Regions from separate parts of the Sus scrofa genome. Here region 2 is linked to region 1. Evidence: chromatin contacts called from public Hi-C data. All regions are on one chromosome and are shown on one strand. The core of a region is the stretch at or near the end of the contact, and the rest is flanking DNA. Distances in the headings are between cores, read along the strand shown.

Evidence for each region. Hi-C and Micro-C count contacts between places; a contact is called where the count stands out from the background.
Region 2: a Hi-C map of liver shows a contact between it and region 1, with 2.9 times the contacts expected there. The contact joins the promoter of MAP1LC3A here to the promoter of DYNLRB1 in region 1. A contact is called at or near these places in 4 of 47 Hi-C or Micro-C datasets (embryonic fibroblasts, heart right ventricle, liver and 1 more) and 2 of 2 datasets of contacts at active chromatin or transcription factors (alveolar macrophages and skeletal muscle).

What each region holds. Positions count from the first base shown.
Region 1 is chr17:37,920,819-37,925,518 of Sscrofa11.1, reverse strand. DYNLRB1 (dynein light chain roadblock-type 1) reads right to left here and starts at 2,047. Exons shown (of 4, transcript NM_001190180.1): 1 at 2,006-2,047. The coding sequence starts at 2,008.
Region 2 is chr17:37,956,006-37,960,563 of Sscrofa11.1, reverse strand. MAP1LC3A (microtubule associated protein 1 light chain 3 alpha) reads right to left here and starts at 2,734. Exons shown (of 4, transcript NM_001170827.1): 1 at 2,543-2,734; 2 at 2,164-2,219; 3 at 1,971-2,077; 4 at 1,059-1,663. The coding sequence starts at 2,582. The coding sequence ends at 1,501. It overlaps PIGU (phosphatidylinositol glycan anchor biosynthesis class U), which reads left to right. Exons shown (of 12, transcript NM_001185136.1): 12 at 427-540. The coding sequence ends at 540.

The sequences.
Region 1 (4,700 bases), core at 798-3,297:
TGAAAACAGTTGTGTGGTGGAATAAAACTGGATGTGATTATGGATTTTTTTTTTTTCTTTTTAGGGCCGCACACTAAATGTGTAAATTCCCAGGCTAGAGGTCGAATCGGAGCTGCAGATGCCAGCCTACACCACCACTCACAGCAATGCTGGATCCTTAACCCACTGAACGAGACCAGGGATTGAATCCACATCCTCATGAATACTAGTCAGGTTCGTAACTCTGGACCACGACGGGAACTCCCTATGGATGACTTTTATATCACCATCCAAAAGAGCTATCTGTCAGTTTCTACAAAATGTTTAAAATGTGCCCGTCATTAGTACCACTTCTGTTTACCGCTACACAAACACTAGCATGAGTGGGGCAAAAAAAAAAAGGACAAAAACAGCACTGTAGCATTGTCTGGAGTGAAATACTGTAATACATCTCAATGTATATACTGCAGTAGAAGATAAATACACTCCTTTAAAAGAATGAAGTACGTTTGTATATAATGACATGGAAAAATATCTGATAGTTTTTAGTGAAGAGTGTAAGTTCCAAAATGAGATTATCTACCCATATAGCCTAGAGTAAACTTAATATGTATAAATATGTTCCAATATCATGTAACAGGTTATATATAAATATGCTTATGCACTTAATAAATATGGAAAGAAACACACCCAACTGTCATTACCAGAGAGGAGTGAGGTGGGAACTACATATACTTTCTACGTTACAAACTTTGGTACTGCTTCAATTTGTTGAAATGTGCATCTAAATATATTTTGCTTTCATGAGTAGAAGCACACAATAGCATGGTAGAAGTTGCAGGAAGCTACTATTAGTGTAAGAAAAAGACAGGACATATATACATGCTGGTATACATATAAAAGGAACTAATGTTTCTAAAGGAGATTGAAGCTGGGTATCAAGGTTTGGTGGAAGATTTATTTTCACTTAGATCCTTTCAGATGCTTTTTTGTTTTTACTGTGTGCAGTTATTATCTGCTAAAAGTCAATTTCTTTTACAGTTTAAAAAGTGATATGAATGATAAAGTTACCTCATCTAGTCTATAAACTAGCTAACTATAAACTATAAATAGCTGTATCTATTCTACATACAGCTAAACTATATAAAGCAAAAACTGACGAAAACAAAACAAGTAATCTGCCTAATTATAAGTCGTTACCTCCAGGTATGGTACTGTTTCTTATTCCCTTTCAATTTTTCTTTTAGGCTTTAAATTCTTAAATACGATTTTTTAAAACCATTCACATGGTTTAACGTTCAAAAGCTCTTTCCAAGTTGTTGTTTTTTTTGTTTTGTTTTGTTTTTTACAAGTTGGGAGGATTAAAAACACAAGAAACCAAACCTGTAAAGGCATAAAGAGCCCACAGTTCCAGTCAGCAAGGCAGGAACCACAAGGGTGGATCCCGCTCGTTTCTGACTCATGCACCATTTCTCAACGGCTCGAAAGAATCACACAGAAAGGCAGCAGTCAAGTGTCTAGGGTTCAAGTCCATCTCCGTCATTTACTGGGGCAGGGCACTTAGTTTCACCGGGTTTTACATCCCGAGTGTGTAATACAGGGATAATGGTCGTACCTACTTCACAGAGCTACGGTGAGGAGGCAGGCCAGGGTATGTAAAGCGTATAGCAGTGTCTGGCACGAATTAAGTTTCTAGAAAATATAATCACTATTGTTGTTATAGCTCAACAAGGCCAAGGTTGCTAGGATGCAGGGGCCCGTGTGCCCAGCTCCGTCAATCCTTCCCCGTGGCACCAGCAACTACTTCCGGTCAAGGGACCACTGGATCCGGTGGCCCCGCCTCGGCCCCCTCGGTCCGAGTCAGGAGGCCCGCGCCGCCCCGGTTCCGCCCTCCAGACTGCTTCGGTCCGGCGCGCCCAGCCCCGCGGATGCCGCCCGGGAGGATGGACCTCTGGGCTGAGGGTGGTGGGAGGTCGTGGTTGGCCACCTCCCGGCCGCTGGCCACAAGCTCCCAGCAGATACTCACCATCTCGGACCGATCCTGTAGCTCCTCGTCGCCGGCCTTCAGCCCAGTCCCGGAGCTTCTCTGCGCCTGCGCACAGCTCCTGTCAAAGCGGACAGGCTCGGTAGCCTATCAGGAGCCAGCAGGCGGGTAGGCGGATCCTGGGGAATTGGCCCAGTGCTGTCCGCGAACAGCAAAGTAGCAATCCAGCTATGGAAAATTCCCAGCTCCAGCTATGCCGAAAAGAGGCAAGTTGGCTTTGTTGGAAGAGGCTTTCAACACTTAACCGAGGCCTGAGCTAGCTCTGGAGGTCCTGGGTGTAGGGTGGGGAGAGACTCTGAAGGAGTGGGTGTTGCTGATATCCACTTTGCTCCCGAATTGAGGCAAGGCGAGGCTCCGAGCCAAAATGCGCTAAAAAGTCCGAAATTCGAACTGGAGCCAAGAATCCATAGGGTCTCGTGAGCGACTCCCCCGGATTCCATGAGGGCACTGAGGTAAAGTGGTCGGGGCTAGCCTGGGAGTCTTTTAGTCTTAGAACCTCTAGCTCAGGGCCGCCCTTGTGTTGCCTTAGAGAAGCCACTTCAAATTTCTGTAGTCCCTCATTTGCTCACCTTTAAAAGGGGGACCCTTCTTCCTAGAGCCCTATGTTAAGTTTTCCACACAAAAAAATTCTGGGTTCTCTAGCAGGAAATAATTTGCTAAGACAACTGCCATTTAGTGAACCTTGTGCTATGTTACTGGGCTTACACCCACTCTATCTCCTGTAGCCTCAGCTTAAAGTTTCTTGGAGGCACTGGAGCTTGCTGAATTCAAGCTCCAAACTTTCATTCCACTGTCGCCTCGTTCAGTTGAGTAAGGATTTGGTTTTCCTTCCAGGGGCGTCTGCATGTTAAGAAGATTGAATAGTGACTTTATGGTGAAGAAACTTGGGAGACACCATCATAACCAGAGGATCAAGGTTAACATAACTGGTTATGGGATATACTAATATGTGCCCTCTGATAATCTTGCAAAGGGCACTTTACATCTGTGGTGTTTTTCACAAAAATCCATGGCCTTAACCATGAGAAAACATTAAACCAAACTTGAGGGACTCTATAAGGTACCCAACCAATACTCTTCAAAAAATGTCAAAGTCACACACACACACACACAAAAAGAACTGGAGTTCCCGTCGTGGCGCAGTGGTTAACGAATCCGACTAGGAACCATGAGGTTGCTCAGTGGGTTAACAATCCAGCGTTGCCATGAGCTGTGGTGTAGGTTGCAGACGCGGCTCGGATCCATCGTTGTTGTGGCTCTGGCATAGGCTGGTGGTTACAGCTCCAATTGGACCCCTAGCCTGGGAACCTCCATATGCCGCGAGAGCGGCCCAAGAAAATGGGAAAAAGACAAAAAGACCCAAAAAAAAAAAAAAAAAGTCAAAGTCTGGAAAGACAAGGAATGAATGAGAACTGTCACAGATTGAAAGAGACTGAGAAAAGGGACATTGGTGGAAAAACTAGTGAAATCTGTAAAAAGGTTTTAGTTTAGCATTATTTTACAGATGTCAACTTATATGAGATGTTAACATTGGGGAAAGCTGGATGAAGAGTGTGCAGGAGGAGTTCTCCATACTATATTTGCAACAGCTCTGTAAGTCAAATTATTTCAAAGTTTTAAAAAAAGTATTAAGACACAAAGAAGTGATTATTGAACTCTGGAAACATTCGACAAACATTTTGCAAGGGGAAGAAGGGCTGTAGTAACTGGACCTCAAAATATCCTGTAATATCCTGTAAGAGGCACAGCGGAAATGAATCTGACTAGGACCCATTAGGTTGTGGGTTCAATCCCTGGCCTCGTTCAGTGGGTTAAGGATACAGCATGGCCGGGAGCTGTGGTGTAGGTTGCAGATGCGGCTCAGATCCTGTTTAGTTGTGGCTGTGGAGATCAGCAGCTGTAGCTCCGATTCGACCCCTAGTCTGGGAAGGTCCATATGCTGCAGGTGCAGCCCTAAAAAGCAAAAAGCAAAAAAAAAAAATCCTGGAAGAAAAGCACAGAAGGATCATTACCACAATCTTACATATAGAGAACTGTACTGAGAGGGGTGAATGAATTGAACATCACAGTCACAAAAGCAAAAAAGAGAATGGCCAATGATCCATGGGTTCATGACTGATTTGGAAATAGTTAGGGCCTTGAGTGGACAGGCTTATGAGCTTTAATTAGAGTTTATTCTGTGGCAATGGAGGAAACTTGTAAAATTTTAAGAGGGGAGAACCATGAGACTGAAGTCTTCCAACGGGCATTCTAAGGTAGCACAGGTGGACTGGAGAGAATGGAAGCAATGACAAGAGATTGCTACAGCAAACCAGGGTAGGGATGAAGAATGTGGGCTGTGGCAATGGGGCAGCTCTGAGAGAAGTGATTCAAAAGAAGTTCTGGAGATGGATTCGACAGGATTTGGAGACCAATTAGATGGAACAGCTAACCCATGGAAGACTCCCAGGGTTGCTGTAAGTAGCAGTACAGCAAAACTTTTTAAGCATGTAGTCTTTGGCATCAAACAATCCTGAATTCCAATTTGCACTCTTGCCACTTAATAACTGGACACTTCCAGTTACTCAACCACGTTTAGCCTATTTTCTTTTCTTTAAAATAGAGATAATCATTCCTCTCTGTGAGTGGCCAGGAAGACTAAATGACAGTGCATATAGCATATCTAAGTTTTTGGGAC
Region 2 (4,558 bases), core at 1,485-3,984, 34 kb before region 1:
GGTAGAAATAGAACTGACAGGCTTGGTGGCTTGTTCTGTGGCCGGAGACGTGTCCATTGACTGTGACCTGAAACACCTGAATGAAAGGTGAGGGATATGGGTTCCCAGTGGGAGAAGCAGGTTTGACAAGGGGCTTGGCTGGGGTGGAAATGCCTGTGGGTACCCCAGAGGTGAGATGGAGGGGCAGCAGTTTGGAGTTCAGAGGCCAGAGATGGGGATGGAAGTACAGACCATGGTAGGAAGAGGGCGGGAGGGCATCTTCTGAGGGGCCAGTGAGACCGTGCAGGTCAAGTGTAGGCCCTGAGGCTGGGGCGTGGGTGGGGGGGTCCTTGGGCAGTGTCTCCCCAACCCCTGCCCAGCCCCTCAGGGACCCAAGGTTCAGGGGGAGGTACCACGAAGCTTCTCACACCCTCTCTCTCCCCCCAGATCCTGCTCATCTCTGATTACTTCTACGCCTTCCTGCGGCGGGAGTACTACCTCACACACGGTCTCTACCTGACCGCCAAGGACGGCACGGAGGCCATGCTTGTGCTCAAGTAGGCCTGGCTGGGCACAGGGCTGCACGGACCTCAGGGGGCGAAAGGCCCAGAAGCTGGGCCAAGCCCTCTAGCCAGCGTTGCCAGCAGGCAAGCCCTGGGGCAGATGAGGTTTGAGTCCAGGGTCATGAATATCTGGCACCAGTGAGGAGCCAAGGCTGGCAGCAAGGCCTGTGGGGCGGAGCCAGGAGTCTCCACCTGGCCCCCACTGTGTGGCTCTGCACACCAGGAGCCCCTCCCAAGCAGGAAAGGGGAAGAAGCAGGTGAGCAGGGTTTGTTAGGCTGTGGCTACTTAATAAATGTTTCTTTTGTTATGAAAACGTCTACCTGGAACCATGCTGCCCTCGTGGAAGAGGTGGGCTTGGCCTCTAGTACCCCCACGATGCACTATACACAGGCGTGGGTTTCCTGAATGAGCCCTGAGTCCACAGCACACAAGTCTGTGCACCAGTGAGAGGACAACGGTGGGGGCAGCCCCACCCACAGCCCTCCCCACTCCCCAAGCAGCTGGAGGCAAAGGGCCAGGCAGGCCTGAGCAATCTTTATTCTGCAAAGGGACAATGACCACAGAGCCATACACCATGTCAAGACCAGGTGAGCCAGGACCCAGTCCTTCAGGGGTGGGCAGATCCAGGCATGGGCAGCGCCTCAGGTTGGGGAGGGACAGGTGGGCAGACAGGCAGGGGTCTAAAAAAAAGACAAACCACACAGGGCAGGGGTGCTGGGGGCTGCTTCCCACTCTTCCCCCTCCCAGCCAGCACCCGGAGGGGCAACCCTAATATGACTGGGCCAGAATCCATCCAGGGGCAGAGTAGGGGTGATAGGTGCCCTCTGGCTGGGTGGCAGCATCCCTGTCCAACCCACCAGGGGCAGGGGCAGAGACAGCTTAGTTCCAGTGCCAGGAGCTCCCTGGGCAGAGCCTGACAGGGCCCCCGACTCCCAGCCAACACCCCCTACTGCTGGCTCAGAAGCCGAAGGTTTCCTGGGAGGCGTAGACCATGTAGAGGAAGCCATCCTCATCCTTCTCCTGCTCATAGATGTCCGCGATGGGCGTGGACACGCTCACCATGCTGTGCTGGTTCACCAGCAGGAAGAAGGCCTGCGTGGGGTTCAGCTGCAGGCGGCGCCTGAGGTGGGCGGGAGGGCAAGCCAAACGTGAGGGGCCTGGCCGCTGGGTGAGTGTAGCCCTCACCCCCTACCCACCCTGACTTTGATTCTCCCCCTCACACCCATCCCAGCCCCTTCTAGAAGCTCTCACCTCTGACAAGATACTGATCCCAGGCCTGACCTTGACCGTTCCCAACCTCCCCAGAAGAGGGCTTCGGCACCCCGTCCCATGTCCCACCCCCACCCCTTCCTTCTCAGAAGGACCCAGACCAATGCCTGATCCCAGCAGGACCCAAGTCCCCCTCCTGACAGCTGCTGCCAGCGCACCGGATGATCTTGACCAACTCGCTCATGTTGACATGGTCTGGGACCAGGAACTTGGTCTTGTCCAGGACTGGCAGCTGCTTCTCACCCTTGTAGCGCTCGATGATCACCTGGGAGTGAGGTGGGGCGGGGACGCGTGAGCGGGAGGCTGGACCTGGGGCCAGGGGACGGGGGCGGGGTATGCGGTAGGACTCACCGGGATCTTGCTAGGGTGCTGGTCGCGGATCTGCTGCACCTCCTTACGGCGGTCGGCTGCAGACAGCAGTCGGGGATGAGGCCAGCCGAGGTTCTCCTTGGGTTCCGCCCCACTAGTCCCCGAGGGGCGGCCCCCGACCCCGCCCCGCCCCCCGCCAAGCCCCAGGCGGGTGGAGGTAGGGCCAGGGCCGGGGCACAGCACTGGGATGGGAGGCGGAGGCCCGGGCCCAGGCCCTAGCCTGCTTCCCAGCCCAGGGGTCCAACCCGAGCTTGACGTCATGAAGCTGACGTCACCTGCGGCAGACAAGTAGATCTGCCAACACCCCCGACCCCCCCACGCCCCCACCCCTAGCGCTCGCAGATCGCCAGTCGGGCCTCACCGAAGCTCCGCCGCTGCTTGAAAGGCCGGTCTGAGGGCATCGCACAGGCCCGGCGGAGCGCGCAGGCCGGGGCTCCCGGTCGCGCGAGGCGGGGAGGTGGCTGTGGTTTGGGGGCTCCGGGGGCTCCGCGTCTCCCGCTCAAGGGCTCTGGGGCTCGCGCTGAGCCCAGCGGCGGCGGCTCGGGGAGGTAACTCGCCCGGGTGACGTCAGGTCATAACATTCCTTAAAGGGGAGGCCAGCGCGCCGTTCCCATTGGGCCGACGCAAAATCTGCCCGCCCGGGCCCGTGACATCACGGCGCAGGGAGCCTGCATTCCCGCCCCCACCCCCAACCCCACACTGCGAAGGAGGGGAGGCGCCCAGTGAGCGTCACAGTCCTGTGACGTCACGGCCTGTGCAGGGGCAGGCGAGGTGGGCTCCCCCAGGCCCAGGGTGAGGGGAGAATGGACGCCAGCAAGGCCAGGGAGCAGGCTGGCTGGTCTGGCGGTGGGGAGAGCTGGCCAGGCTGCGGCATAGCATCCTTCTGTTTCCACTGTAACCAAGGCGTCAGACAGCCCTCGCTCAGAGTCTTTTCTGTTCCAGGGACCGTATGAGGCATTGGGGATGACAACAGTGAACCAGAAGTCTTCATCCTGGAGCATATGGTTAGAGAAAGAAAAAGGTAGTGGTCATTGTGGGGGGTTGGGTGAGCATTAAAACATGAAGACAGCAAGACACTGAAAAGGAACCTAGAGGTTTTAGAAGGAATTTCTAGAATTGAAAAACAGCTACTGAAATTCAGGTCTCAGAAGGACGAGGCAAGCAAGCCCTGTTAGATATAGCAAAAAAGAAAATCACTGAAGTGGATGAGAGAGCAGAAGCAATTACCTGGAAAACAAACCATGTTTACATGGTATAAAATAAGTGACAGAAATGGCAAAGTGAGAATTCACAGGTCTAATTAGCATTCCAGAAGGAGAGAAAAGACCGTGAAGCTCTGGAGAAAAACTTCCAAAATTGATTAAAAACCAGGATCCTCATATAACATCCAGAACAGAATAAATAAAAACTCATCTAGACACTCTGTAGTGAATTTGCCCAACTCTAAGGAGAAGAAATTAGAAAAATGGTAAGCTACTAAGCTGGTAAAATGGGAAGTGGATCTAAACAAACACCTGCTGTGGAACAAGAATGGTGCTGATGAGTCTGGAGCATAGCACAGGAGCATGGCACATGTAGGACTGGGGAGGGGGGTCAGAGGTCAAGTGTTTTAAGAAGCTTGATTTATTGGAGAGGAAGAGGATAAAGCTAACTGATAATTACCTGGCTTTGTATAGTCAAGTATGTATTTCAAACACTTCAGAGGGATCACTCAAAGAATAGAAAGTATATGTCAATGCATAAAAGAGAAAAGTTTAGTAAAGGGTATTAAAAAAATGTAATAGATAGAAAAAGAGAAAAGGGAAAGCAAAGTGAAAAGAATGGTATATAAATGGTACAAAACCAGAGGTATTAAATGTTTTACATTCACCTGTTAAAACAGATGAACAAATTGGCCAAGAAAAATAAAATGCAGCTCTGCTGTTTACAAGAGGACATTTAAAACCTAAGGAAATCAAAAGTAAAAAGATGGGAAAAAGTATATGAGAGAAAAACTAACCAAAAGATATATTCATAGCATAGTCACAAAAAATAGGCTTTAAGGCTAGGGACACTATTAGAGATAAAGAGGCTCAACACAAAATGATGGAAACAATTTTCTAAGATATAACAATTCCAAATTTGTATGTTAGAAGTTAAAAAAATAAGGCCTAAAATGTATGAAGCAAAGGTGTCAGAATACAAAGAGAAATTGCCAAATCCTTCATCACAGTGGGAGATTTAAAACCTCTTTCAGTAACTAATAGACCAAACAGCCAAAAAAAAAATGATTTAGAAGATTTCTAATACTATTAATATTCCTAGTCGAGGCTAATAGAACACCATAGCACTTTAATGTTACTTTCAAGCACACAAGAAACATTTATTAAAAAAATGA